2 separate regions of the Anas platyrhynchos genome follow, and region 2 is linked to region 1. Evidence: chromatin contacts called from public Hi-C data. All regions are on one chromosome and are shown on one strand. Each heading gives the region's core, a stretch centred on a gene start, on an enhancer-like site or on the middle of the called end of the contact. The rest is flanking DNA. Distances are from core to core; before and after follow the strand shown. Region 1 overlaps CFAP57 (cilia and flagella associated protein 57). Region 2 holds the start of MPL (MPL proto-oncogene, thrombopoietin receptor).

Region 1 (6,197 bases), core at 2,740-5,239:
CAGTGCTTCTCCTTTTTGGGGCTGCTCAATCCCCAGGCTTGAACACCTGTCTCCTGTTGAATCCCATAGGCTAGAACACCTCTCTCTCGGCGAGCCCACCGTCTCTCCCCAGCAGCGAGCATCCCTCCCTGCAGACACCATTTGGACACCCGGGCTGGTGGAGGACCAACCCTTCCTCCCACCGGGTCTAGGGGCTCTGGGCACACGGGTGGTGGAGAGCTGGTTGTAGCAGGGTCAGCAGGCAGCTGCTTTTTACAGAAATCTCGATAGCTTTGGCACGCTCTGTTACACAGATTCGTGCCTCCCCTCCTCTCTGTGTGTGCAGCAGGCATCCAGCTTCCCGAGCCCACAGGGCCTGTCCTGAGGCACCCCTGCCAAGGGCTGGCTGCGGGTCCTGGAGACCAAGAGGCTCCGGTGCTTTAAGTGCCAAGGAGAAGCGTGACGGTGAGGAGGGGTGAAGCGGAGGCAGAAGGCAGGATCTGCTACGAAGCACCTGTGGAGCAGCCCACGGACCTGCCGGCAGCTACTGGGGGTGTAGGGCCCTTCCCACACGCACGGGACAGGAGCGGGGCCCTTCCCGGGAAGCCAGGCTCACTCACCTGCTGCTGACACCTCGCCCACACCGCTCCTTGCTCCCGGCTGTTTTTTCCAGGCTTTTCATCCACTGGATCAAGCTAAGAAGGGACCTCGCGGGGAAAAAATCTCTTCCCTTCCTCTGGCACCTGCCAAGAAACAGGTGCTCCTGCCGGCTCTCCTTCCTGGTCGGGTGCGGGCAGCACCAGCGACAGGCTGCGAGCCCTCACGGGGCAGGTGCATTCCCCAGCAGGGTGGCGGCTCAGCAAACCTGCTGCTGGCCTTGGCCAGGCTCCAGAGTCACGCAGGCACCACCTCGCCCTCCCTCCCGCCCGGATCCCAGCGGGCGGCTCATTTCCTCCCGGCTGCTGCGAGCAAAGGGGGTCCAGGGCTGGGGAGAGGCTGCAGGTGAGGGAAGTGTGCAGCCAAGTTGGCAGCGCCAGGGAGGATTTATTAAGCGAGTGTTTGCTGTCCTGTAAAGGCTAGGGCCGTCTGATCGCGTCGGGGCTGGGTATTTGTGGAGTGTTAGTCCAGGCGGGTGGTTGAACCAGGCAAGATGTCACAGTGCTTTTCCAGAACTCTGTGCCCACCTCCCGTCACCAGGCAGCCACAGGACCCCCTCCCTGGGAGACAGCAGCAGCAGAGCCCACCGTGCTGCAGATCTGACTTCCAAGCAATCTGGGGGGGAAGAAAAGGGCACCGAATTTGAGGGGGATCAGGGAAGCAGAAAAGGTCTCGCTTGAGAGAGGACGGGGGAAAAGGGAGTAGCAGGAGTCCTGGAGCCAGCAGGGGAATCAGGCTCCCGGATGGAGCACAGGTCCCCTCCCTTGTGGCTGGGCTTAATGATAGCAGAGGGCTACAGAGGGATCACTGACATGGGTCTGAGCAGCCAGAAAATCTCCTGTGAGATGCAGAAAGAAACAAAGAGAGCTGAACAATGGTTCTTACCTGAGCAATGGAAAGAGACTCAGTTATTAAGATCCATGGTAGTTTTTTGACAGGCTGTAAGATGAGAAGCTTAGGACATGCTAATACTTAGACACCAGTTAGTACGACATCTGTGACAGGATCTTTTGAACCTTGTGAAATACAATTTCTCCAGTGGTTGGTGAAACCTTAAAACAACAAATGGGATGTGGTGGACATCTCTATAGAAATGCTCTCGAATAACGAGCTTACCTACCCAGAAAAAATTGTCCTTTTCATGGGCCAGTTAACAAACACATCATCCAAGAGGAAACCTTGTTAAGCTCTAAAGATGGCCATGTATTCACGTTAAAAAGTGGCATGTAACTTTATAAAAGCATGAGATGCTCATCAGAGAACACAGACCAAGAGAGGATGAAAGCAGAAAGCACCTTTGCACCCTGAGAAATTCAGAAGACCATCAGAATACCAAACCATAATCAAGTTAAAACTTAATTCTGAAAGCATTTCTACAGCACATGCGTAGGAGATTGATCATGGCCTTGTTTTCCTAGTACAGAGGGAAAATATTTTTTTTCCCAGTGAATCTCTGATAAACGCCAGCTGTAACATTTTGCTATGCCTGACCTTTAGTGTTCTCCTTTGACGAACAATGTTTTAGTCACCTCTTACCCACCATGAGCAAGTTCAAAATCCTCTTGAACCAAGTTTGCCAGCTGTCTATGTAGGCTTCATCCATCAGGCTTTGTATCATCTTTAAAATGACATCTTTTTAATGAGGGTGACACACGGGCATACTTTTAAGCATATTAATCACCACTTAGAAATCATTCTTCACCTGCATATGCTTCTTCCTCTTATTAGGACAAGGTTCTTTTTCTTCAGAAAGATTGATTCCATTTCTCTAAACCACATCTATTAAAGTAGTGGCTGCTACCACTCAATTTATTCTACAAAGTGAGGGGAAAATTATACCACATGGGAGTCTAGCAAATTATATGGGTGTGTTCTGAAAATTTAAGAGGGAACTAGTTTCTAAAATATTTGCTAATTACATTAATTACATCCTCTTTCTGTACAGGAAGTATCAAGATGATTATATTGGGGGGGGAGGGAGGAAGAAAGGGTATTAAGCTAGCATGTTAAGAGACCAATTCCATCATAACTTCTTCCTTCTGTTCCCGTAAAACTTACACTTCACACAGGTTAAAGCTACAAAATGAAAGAAGTAAGACTAAGGAAGCTTTATTCAACATTCAAGGACAAGGCACTCAGCTGAAGTCTCCTAGGTCATAGGTGGTCATGGAACCATCTGTTTTACCATGGAGTTAGCCTGGAATTGTCTAGCATCCCAAATATTAACACAGGTTACATGTTATCCAGCCTTGGCACCTTGATCTTCAGTGTAATAATACTAGTAGCATTTAGAAAGCTCTTGTCACTTCTCTATACTTCAGGATAAAAAACAGAAACAATAATGTAGTGGCTGTTATAACATGATATAGCTCCCATGCTCAATCAGTAGCTAAAAATTTCTGAAGCATGCACAGAATTCTTCAGTGAGGCAGGCATGTATCCATGTGCTGACAACAAAGGATGAAAAATTTACTTTTTCCCTAATGATTAGAGAAATGACTCCTTGTTTATTTTCTATGTATCAGTATTTTCAAAAGTGTTTTATTAAGAATAATTTCACTGAAAAAAAAAAGAACTAAAGCAGTTACAGATGTTGGAAAATAGACAAAACAAAGGTGAAATTATCTAAGTTATAGGTGAGGTATGACATAAGATTTGGTCTTTATGGGAGATTTTGGAGTCTGAAACTGGGCAATGTTTTTGTCCTGATGAAATGATTTTAACAGAGGAGACAACACATCCAAAGACATGAGGCAGAGGCTTAAAGAAGGGCTCCAGTTCAAGTGTGCTCGACCACTAGGTAAAGGTTGCCTTTACGGTGTGACTGATTTTTAGTCAGGGACCGGACGCTTCCTTGGAATAAGAGACATTATTCCTGTCTAAATACAGGCAGCCCTTTGTATGGATATACAAAATACTGGAAAACAGAAGGTTGGTGGTGATTTTTGTAGCACAATACAATTAGAATTCTAGTAGAAATGTTTACAGAGTTACCAGCAGTCCTGAACTAGGACATATTTTTCAAGACACATGAGGACACATATCTTTCAAGTGTATACCTGCCCAATTATGAAGGCACAAAGATCAATTTTGCACTAACACAAATATATTTATTTTTTATCTTGACTCCTTGGCAGAAAGACTTCAGAACATGCGTGCTTAAATGAGAGGAAAGGACAGTTTACAGGAAAGGAGGAGGGGAGTAAGACTGATGCCTTGTGTCCTCAGCAATGTGTGCTGCACAAATGCTTCTAGTGGAAGAGTATATGGTCACGGAAGTCTAATCTATGCTGTTGTATTTCTTATGTTGCCAGGAGAATATAATAACATAAAGTGTCCTTGAGCCAGGTCACTGTTGCTGTGTCTTGTGGCTTCTTTCCAGATTCAGCTTAGGAAACATTCCATCCAACAGAGGCTGACCTGCAAGGCTTTGCCCCTTCTCCTTGATTTGGTCTCGTAGGTATTGAATTTCCAGCTGCTGCATTTCTATGATTTTCTCATTTTCCTTCTGTGCATTCAACCTCAGCACAGCTGGGCTGGACAGCAGTTCACTGGAGGGAGCTAAAAGATAAAAACAGAGAACAAAGAGCATAGAAACAAAGGCCTAGCTTACAGTTCTTTGGAACAAGGAAGGAATAAGCATCTTTCAGAACTGAAGGAGTAAAGCCAAATAGTAAGATTTTGCAGTATTCACCAGAATGTTACAATATAACAGGTGCCATCAGGCAAGACAAGCTGCTTCAATACAAGGGCAGTAACAGAATTGCTCACTAGGGACAAAGAGGGCTTCTGGAATGAGCCCTGACAATATGGAAACACAAGAAGCACTATTCACCTGGGTCTTGAATTGCTTGCTTCTTCTTGGTTAACCTTAGTGTTGACTGGAGGTCATGTACCTGGGTATAGGCCGCCTTCAGTTCTTGCCGCAAGTCATTAATTTCCTTAATCAGACTTACATTTTCCTGCAAAAACAATGTGCTTTATAAAGAAAAGTACAGGACTATCTCGATAGCTCAGCAATATGTATCCTCATTTCCTTCGGAAGGACACTGGAGAGCGTAGGATCAGAATAAGAAGCAGAACATACTATATGCTTGTGGAACTAGAGCAGTCAGAACTTTATGCATTTCAGATAAAAGCAACAGTACATCTGATACAAAACATGACTATTCTAATCACATTACCTCAATAAGCTAATTTTTGTTTTGCTTTTCTGACTGCAGCTTCACTTTAAGACATCATCTTCTCTGACAATTCAACAGGGAAGCTCAGGTGCTGTTCTGGGATTGATCCAATTAATCCAGAATTAATGTGAAGAAATCCCATTCCTCCCTCCAGGGTGAATTATTTTGCTTTTCACTTGCCACCATGTGCCTGTTCACTTAAATGATCCGTATCTCCTTGTAGTTCTTCAAAGACTTTTTCATTAGTTATGACTGACATCACTTTGCAACACCCCTTCCACATTATTAAGAAATATATAAAGCGGATGTAGACTTGAGACACCTACTGTTAACATTATGTTATGAGGAAAAGTTGGCCATGTATTCAACTTTTGTTCTTTTTTTAATCAGTTTTCAACCTGTAAAAGTTCAGCTCTAATTTTTTAACAGCATACCACAAAGAATCTTGCTGAAGGTGTTGTGATAGTACACATGAATGCAATATGGTTCTCCTGTACTCACTGTATTAACAGGTTTAAAGGCCTCAGGATTAACAATATGGGCTAATACTAGTGAAGGATGATAAAATTGTTGCTCATGACTCATAAACAGGAGAATCACTAGCTAAATATTTATTTTCTAATTCAAGAGGAGTGAAATTGTATATGTGCTTCTGTTCATTTGACAGTGAAATCACATCAACAGCTAGTATGAAAAGCATTAGTGATTTCAGTTATCTGTAATGGTTTTTCAGAAGTTTTGGAAAACAGCACCATTTCAGCTCCTGGAACTTCACTATAAACAGCAATATTTGTGAAAGATAGGTGGCCAAAAGGTACACTTTTAATAACAGTCTCAATACAACAGGAAACACAGCTAAACAGCAGGTGATACAAACAAGGATTACTGATATTTCAATATTGAAAAGATATTTTCAAATCTTGAATCTTTTTGATTAGATGGTAATTTTAGTTGATAAAGAAAACTATGTTGCCATGAGAGATATATGGAAAGCATGTGATTTGGTTCCTTATGATATATTAGACATATTAGTATCACACAAGAGTCAGTGCAGTAGAAACAGACAACTCAGGACTGGTTAGTAACAAAGTACCACAGTTTGCTGTATGCAGATGCATTCAAGGAGTTCAAGCTGGCAGCAATAACTCAAGGTGCATGTATCTGGCAAGATTCTTAACAGCTCAAATGAACACATGTATACCAACTATGCTATAGTTTCCCTTCATCTGAAAATCAATGATGCAGAGGCAGATTGTGGAGCATGTTAAGGTTTGAAGTTGTTGGGCAGGAACAGTTGGTCTTGCACTGGTTGTGTTGGACTCTAAATGCAGCATGAGCTAGTGACCCAATGCAGACTGCTCTGAAAATATAGTATTT
Region 2 (6,262 bases), core at 472-2,971, 34 kb before region 1:
CACACAGGGTCCTTTGGGACAAACAACCATCCCGAAATAGCCCTGCGGTCGGAGGGGGCTCGGCCGGGCCCTGGAGATCAGCGGGAAGCACCCCTGCCCTGCTCACGCCGGAAGGCGCGCGGAAGTGTGATAAGGAGGAGCAGCGCCCCAGGGGCCTGGGGCTGGCGTGGGGGCGCACAGCGCTGAGCACGGGGGGTGTCAGCCCCGGCCCGGGGTCTGCGGGGGGCTCTGGGGCTCTGCACCGCTTCCTCCCGGTTGTTGCAGGGGTAAACTGGAGCGTCGCTCCCCTGCGCTGCCAGCTGAGCCCTCCCCAGGAGAAGGGAGTGACCGTAAGAGTACCGCAGCCCCCCGATGTCGTTGCCAGGTGTCCCCTCGCTCTCCCTGCCCCTTACCTTGCCCCGACCCCTGGCCCTGTTCCTCCTTTCCCAGCTCAGCATCGCCTTCCTCCCCCAGCCCACGTCCCCTGGCCGCAGACCACAGCCGCTCCCCGCCAGCCTCCCTCCTACCTGCTCTTCCCTTTTCGCACCCTCCCGGCCCCCCCGGCCTGCTCTGGCCTCCTGCCAGCACCGCGCCTCCCCCAGCCCCGGGGGACGGGATGGGACATGGGACGGGGTGGCTGGGTCCCTGCAGCCTGGTGGCGCAGAGACCTGTGTCCCCCTGCTCCGGCTGCATCCCACGGCGCTGCGGTACCAGAGCATCTCTGCTCAGTGCTCAGTTTCCTAGGAAAGCTCAGTGCTCCGCAGCCTGCACGGAGCACCCTCAGGCATCGCGCTGGCAGCACTGCAGTGGTATAGGGGTGGAGAGGCTGCAGGCAGAGGATGACCCCAAACCCCTTCCTCCCACTGCCCCTATGGGAGAGACTTAAAGAGCCTGCCCTGCTGTAGTAGGGTGGGCAGAGACCTTGGGTGGGTGTGAAAAGATGAAGCACGAGATCCACCGTTCTGTTCAGTGAATCTGTTAATGCTTTTTATGGTGTTACAGAACGGGTTCGAAGACCTACAGAGGGGCTCAAAGGCCATGCGGATGGACCTGAGGCTAACAGAGTGGGCAGCAAAGCAGCAGGGAGCCCGGTGGGGCCAGCTCAGGGCTGGGTGGGAGCATCCCAGCGGGGAGGTAAGGTGACGGCGCTCAGGGCTGCGAGGCTGGCCCAGGAGCACCGCGCTGAGCCAGCAGTGCTGCTGCTGCGCTGCAGAGCCGTGCCCTGGGATTTTGCTCACACCTTGTCATCGGGAGCCCAACATGATGCCACACGGCTGGCAGCTGCCACCCCAAAACCGTTCCTTAGGGCTGCCAGGTCCTTTCTGCAGTGAGGGAGGCACCCCACAGGGGAGTGGGGGCTCCATCGCCCACCCCGAGCACACCTGGGTGCCCCCTCCCCGATCCCACACCTTCCTGCCTGCTGCGGGGGTCTCTCTGCACCCTGCCAGGCCAGCACGCCAGCTCCCCTCTGACCCTCCTGGGGGATTAAGAAGGCCCCCAGGTCCTACCTTGGGATGTCACCAGCTCAGGGGCCACCGTGGGGCTGCGGAGGCTCAGCAGGACCATGGTGAGCAGCACAGGCAGCCAGCCCCGGGGCAGGCAGGCCACCACCATCCCGCGTGCCGTGCTCGGTGCTTCCCAGCGCCCCGGCTGCTGCTGCGGCTCCTCGGGGCGATACCTTTATCTGGGAAGTGTCGGCTGTGCTGCTCAGGAAGCCTGGCTGGAGGCTCCCCCCGCCCCATCGCCGGCACTTCCCCGTGCCCAAAACCACCGTGCCGCGGCCCCTGCGCCGCCAGCCGCAGTGCCAAGAGAGACTGCTCCCATCAGATAGGCGGCACGTCCTGCCCTTGTGGCTACCGGCACGCCGGGAGGCTGGGGTGGGAAGAAAAACAACCCCGAGAAAGTAGGGAGGCCCCTGCTCGGGGCTGGGCAGGCTGCTGGGTGTTCTGTAACACCCGTGTCCTTGCTGGCACGTCGGAGCATGGGGCACCAGGCAGCGGCTCCGGCTCCATCCCACCCCACGCTGCCTCTCGCAGCTCTGCACGGACCCACCTTGCCTTGCAGCACCATCCAGGGCTGGGGAGCTGCTGGCACATGTCCACACCATGCCACAGGGGGGTTAGCATCTCCTTACCCCGCAGGGGATGGGGGCAGCATCGCCAGCCAGGGGGCACGGAGGGAAGGGGGGAACAGCCAGCACCAGTTTGTCACAGTCAAGTTCTGTCAAACCAATCCCACTTCCTTCTCCATCTGGTGACTGGGCTTTGCAGTCAGAGAGGCAAAAAACTCAAAACTCAAAAAAAAACCACTTGAAACTTGTTTTCAGCACGGCTGGTGATGCAGCCCCATGTGCCATTCCCAGCAGCAGCCTCAGTGCAACGAGGGGCACACAGCACCGGGCTGCCTGCAGGGGCTGGTCCTGGTCACTTGGTCACTGGGCACCTCGGTGACGGAGCAGAGATCAGAGAGTCACAGAATCATCCAGGCTGGAAGAGACCTCCAAGATCACCGAGTCCAACCTCTGACCTAACACTAACCAGTCCTCCACTAAACCATATCCCTAAGCTCTACATCTAAACGTCTTTTAAAGACCTCCAGGGATGGTGACTCCACCACTTCCCTGGGCAGCCCATTCCAATGCCCAACAACCCTTCCAGTAAAGAAGTTCTTCCTAATAGCCAACCTAAAAGATGCTCACTGATGGCTACAGTTGACACCAAACAGCACTGGAAGCCAGAATAGGAAATCAAAATGGTATTGATATGCAGGTGGGTGCCAGCAGTGACCGGGGACGTGCCCTGCTCTGTGGGGATGAGCTGGGGGCCAAGCTCATCCCCACGGAGAGCCAGCAGAGGGGACGCTGGGGCAGCCCTGGGGCGGAGGACCAGGCTGGTGGCAGAAGGCACTGCTGCGGCAGCAGAGCAGCAGACACCCTCCCCTCCGCCAGAGCTGGCTGTCCGTTGCGCTATGTTTATTGCCCATAAAGCATAGCTGTTGATTTCCGAGGGGCTGGTGCTGAGCTGGAGGCCACGCACAGTCCTTCCTCCTGCACCGGGGCTGCCGTGTCCCACGCCTGCAGCGACGCTCGCAGCCCCGCTGGCACCAGAGCACGCTGAGAGCTGCAGGGCAGGGAGCTGCCAGGACTCTGCTTCCTTCTCTCACCCCAAAATTCGGGTCTTTGTGTCCTGCCAGGGCTGTGGCGTCCCCTGGTTCCTGGGGGCAGAGCCCCTCTCCTGCCCTCTGCTACATGCAGCTGGCGTTTGCCCTTCGGGGCCATCCTCGCGTGTCCTCCAGCAGTGTCGGTGCTGGGCCAGCGCTGCCGACACACGGGGAGGTACCCGGAGGGGATGGCACTGTCCTGCTGCCAGGAGGGCACCCGCTGGGCCACTGTCACCCGGCGGGGACAGGCAGCCTCTTGTCCCCGCGGTGCTGTCCCAGCAGGCTGGGGGCCAGCGTTGTCCCCCTGTGGCGTGGAGCCGGGCGCAGCCTCACGCCTCCTCGGCGGTGGCGTCGATCCCTGCGTAGGTGAAGTTCTCGAACAGGGCCATGTTCACGTAGGCCTGCGTGGGAACCCGAGTCAGGAGCAGGACGTGACAGTGTCCCCGTTCCCGCTTCCTCCTGTACCCGCTGCTCATGGGCACGGGGCTGGAGCCCGCAGAGCTGCCAGGGGGAGATGCTGGGGTGCTCTTGGTGGGGTCGCACGGGGATGGAGGGTGGGTGGCCCCCCCATACCCCGTGTCCACTCACCTTCCGGGCCTCCAGCATGCGGATGAGCTGCATGGAGATCTGGGCGAAGGGCGGCCGCTCGTAGGGGCGGTCACGCCAGCACTGCCGCATCAGCTCGTACCTGGGGACAAGCAAGCAAGGGGAAGGAGGCTTGGGGTGCACAGGGAACCAGCCAGGAGCTGCCAGAAGCCAGTGAGACCTCCCAGGAGTGGCAGGGGGGACGCGGGGCGCTCTGCCCACTTACACCTCATCGTCACAGTTGCGGGGCTTCTCCATGCGGTAGCCCTGGGGCAGCTTCTCGTAGAGCTCAGCACACGTCATCCCGCAGTACGGAGTCCCCCCTGCAGCCACAGACACGTGAGGCTGTGGTGGGGCATGGGGTGCCCTCATCCCCCTGACCCAGAGCCCCGGGGAGGTCCCATGCGGTGATGTCCACCCAGTCCCTGGGACAGTGCCCAGGCCCCCGGCCACCGCCCCTTTGGGTTGTCCCCTCCAGGGCTGCAGGATGAGGGCTGTGCAGACCTACAGGGACCTGAGCAGGCACGGAGGACAAGGAAGAGCCTTACCCAAGCTGACAATCTCCCAGAGCAGGACACCAAAGGACCACCTGAAACAGCAGGAGGTGAGGCTGGGACAGAGCCGGTGGCAGCGTCCCACTTGCGGGTAGGGGGACATGCAGACAGGGTTCGTGGTGGGACTGGATGGGGCCAGGAGGGCAACCAGGGCTTGGGCAGATCCCACAGCTCCCCAGGGATGTACCCACTGCCCTGGAGGGACAGAGGTGGCCACGTCTGTGCCCCAACGCTGGTGCCTGTGGACTTACACGTCGCTCTTGGTGGTGTACACGCTGTAGTTCAGGGACTCGATGGCCATCCAGCGAACCGGCAGGCGGCCCTGGGGAAACGGAGAGTGACCATCAGGGAGGTGTGACCATGGAGGGAGGTGTGGGCAGCTGGCATCCAGCTGGTCCCAGCATGGTGGGACATTCCCGATGCCAGGGGGTCCTGCCCACTGCATCTGTGCAGGCCCTGTGGAGCCCCCTAACCCCTGCCTCACCATCGTCTTCTTCACGTAGACCTCCTCCCCTCTGGAGAGGCCAAAGTCGGCGATCTTGGAGGCCAGGTTTTCCCCCACCAGGATATTCCTGGCTGCCAGGTCCCTGTGGATGAACTGGGAGAGGCCAGCAGTGAGCCATGGCAGCATGGGAGCACACCCCTGCCCTTGCATCCCTGGGACATACCTGCTTCTCACTCAGGTACTGCATCCCCTTGGCCACGTCTGAAGCAAACTGGAGGAGCTGCTGGGAGGTGAGGGTGGACGCGGTGCCGTGCTCCTTGGCAAAGGCCGGGTCGGTCTCCAGGACTCGGCTTTTGCGGAGGAAGTCGAGGAGGTTTCCGTAGGGGGCATACTCGATGGCAATGTACAGGTAGCCTGCGGGCAGGGGGAGGCAGGGCTCGTGGGGCTGTCCCCAGGAGCAGGGAGCACCCAGCAGGGAGCAGGGGACAGCCCTCACCCTTGTTCTCGCAGGCCCCCAGCAAGTTGATGATGTTGGGGTGATGGCCCAGCTTGCACAGCACCTCCAGCTCCCCGGCAAAGTCCCGGTGGTCGTTCTCTGAGGCAAACTCTGGAAGCAAAGCAGGGATGCACTCCTCGGTCCTACAGGAGGGACCCTTCCTCCACTCCTCCGTGGGAATCTCCCGTCCCTCCTCAGCCCCGAGTGCTGCTTGAGACCCAGCCGTGTCCGCCACGCCCTCTGCCCTGCCCACCCCCCTGCAGCACTCACCCTTCAGCATCTTGATGGCTGCGTTCATCTTCAGGCCATCCTTCTTGATCATGGCCCTGATGACCTGCCCGAAGTTCCCCTCCCCGATCATGTCCTCGAACTTGATGTCCTCCCACTCCAGGATGGGGTAGCTGAGGGGCTCGGGCTGCGGCTTGGGGCGGCGCGTCAGGGTCAGGGTCCCCGAGTTGAACTGCAGGATGGTCTCTTCGCCCTGCCAGATGGGAGCGGGTGAGGTTAGGGGCACCGGGCACCCCTCTGCCCCGCGGCGGGGCCGGCAGGGCAGGCGTCGTGGGCAAGGGTGGGCTCCGCACCCTCTCCACGTGGAGGTGAGGCCTGGCTGCGTCCGGACTGGAGGCTACGGAGCGTGACCTGGATCGGGCTGGGACGTGGGGAGCTGGGGACACCGTCCTGGCGGGGCAGGCGGCACTCACCGAGCCAGACTGGTACGTGAAGGTGCGGCGCCGATGGAAAAAGTTCTTCTTGATGAGGAAGAGCGCCAGGAGGGCAAAGAGGATGGTGAGGCAGGTGACGGACACGGAGCCGACGATGGCCAAGAGCAGCTGCTGGTCTATTCCCGACTGCTCGGTGCTCTGGCTGCCCAGGCTGGGCGGCACGCTCAGTGCTCCTGCCGAGGGGAGGGAGGGAGGACCGTGGGCCGCGGCTGAGCCCTGCACCGTGGGGCTGCACGGATGGCTGAGCACAGGGACCTTGGCCCTGTCCCAGCTCCCTGGGAGCCCATGAAGGCACCAGAGCCCACCCCCAGCTCCCAGTGGC

Evidence for each region. Hi-C and Micro-C count contacts between places; a contact is called where the count stands out from the background.
Region 2: a Hi-C map of skeletal muscle shows a contact between it and region 1, with 2.9 times the contacts expected there. The contact joins the promoter of MPL here to the enhancer-like site in region 1. A contact is called at or near these places in 2 of 8 Hi-C or Micro-C datasets (liver and skeletal muscle).

The regions. Positions count from the first base shown.
Region 1 is chr8:28,217,488-28,223,684 of IASCAAS_PekinDuck_T2T, reverse strand. CFAP57 (cilia and flagella associated protein 57) reads right to left here. Exons shown (of 22, transcript XM_072041705.1): 21 at 4,472-4,598; 22 at 3,156-4,197. The coding sequence ends at 3,986. TMEM125 (transmembrane protein 125) reads right to left here and starts at 1,067. Exons shown (of 2, transcript XM_027462745.3): 1 at 600-1,067. Within about 2 kb of position 3,989, at least 3 of the 8 cell types and tissues checked have an H3K27ac peak or open chromatin away from gene starts, as enhancers often do.
Region 2 is chr8:28,249,577-28,255,838 of IASCAAS_PekinDuck_T2T, reverse strand. MPL (MPL proto-oncogene, thrombopoietin receptor) reads right to left here and starts at 1,721. Exons shown (of 13, transcript XM_072042154.1): 1 at 1,595-1,721; 2 at 1,488-1,592. The coding sequence starts at 1,721. TIE1 (tyrosine kinase with immunoglobulin like and EGF like domains 1) reads right to left here. Exons shown (of 23, transcript XM_072042153.1): 14 at 5,920-6,113; 15 at 5,489-5,699; 16 at 5,219-5,329; 17 at 4,946-5,136; 18 at 4,762-4,875; 19 at 4,529-4,599; 20 at 4,272-4,312; 21 at 3,950-4,046; 22 at 3,727-3,826; 23 at 2,719-3,539. The coding sequence ends at 3,468. LOC119717588 (a long non-coding RNA gene) reads left to right here. Exons shown (of 3, transcript XR_011811214.1): 3 at 982-1,594.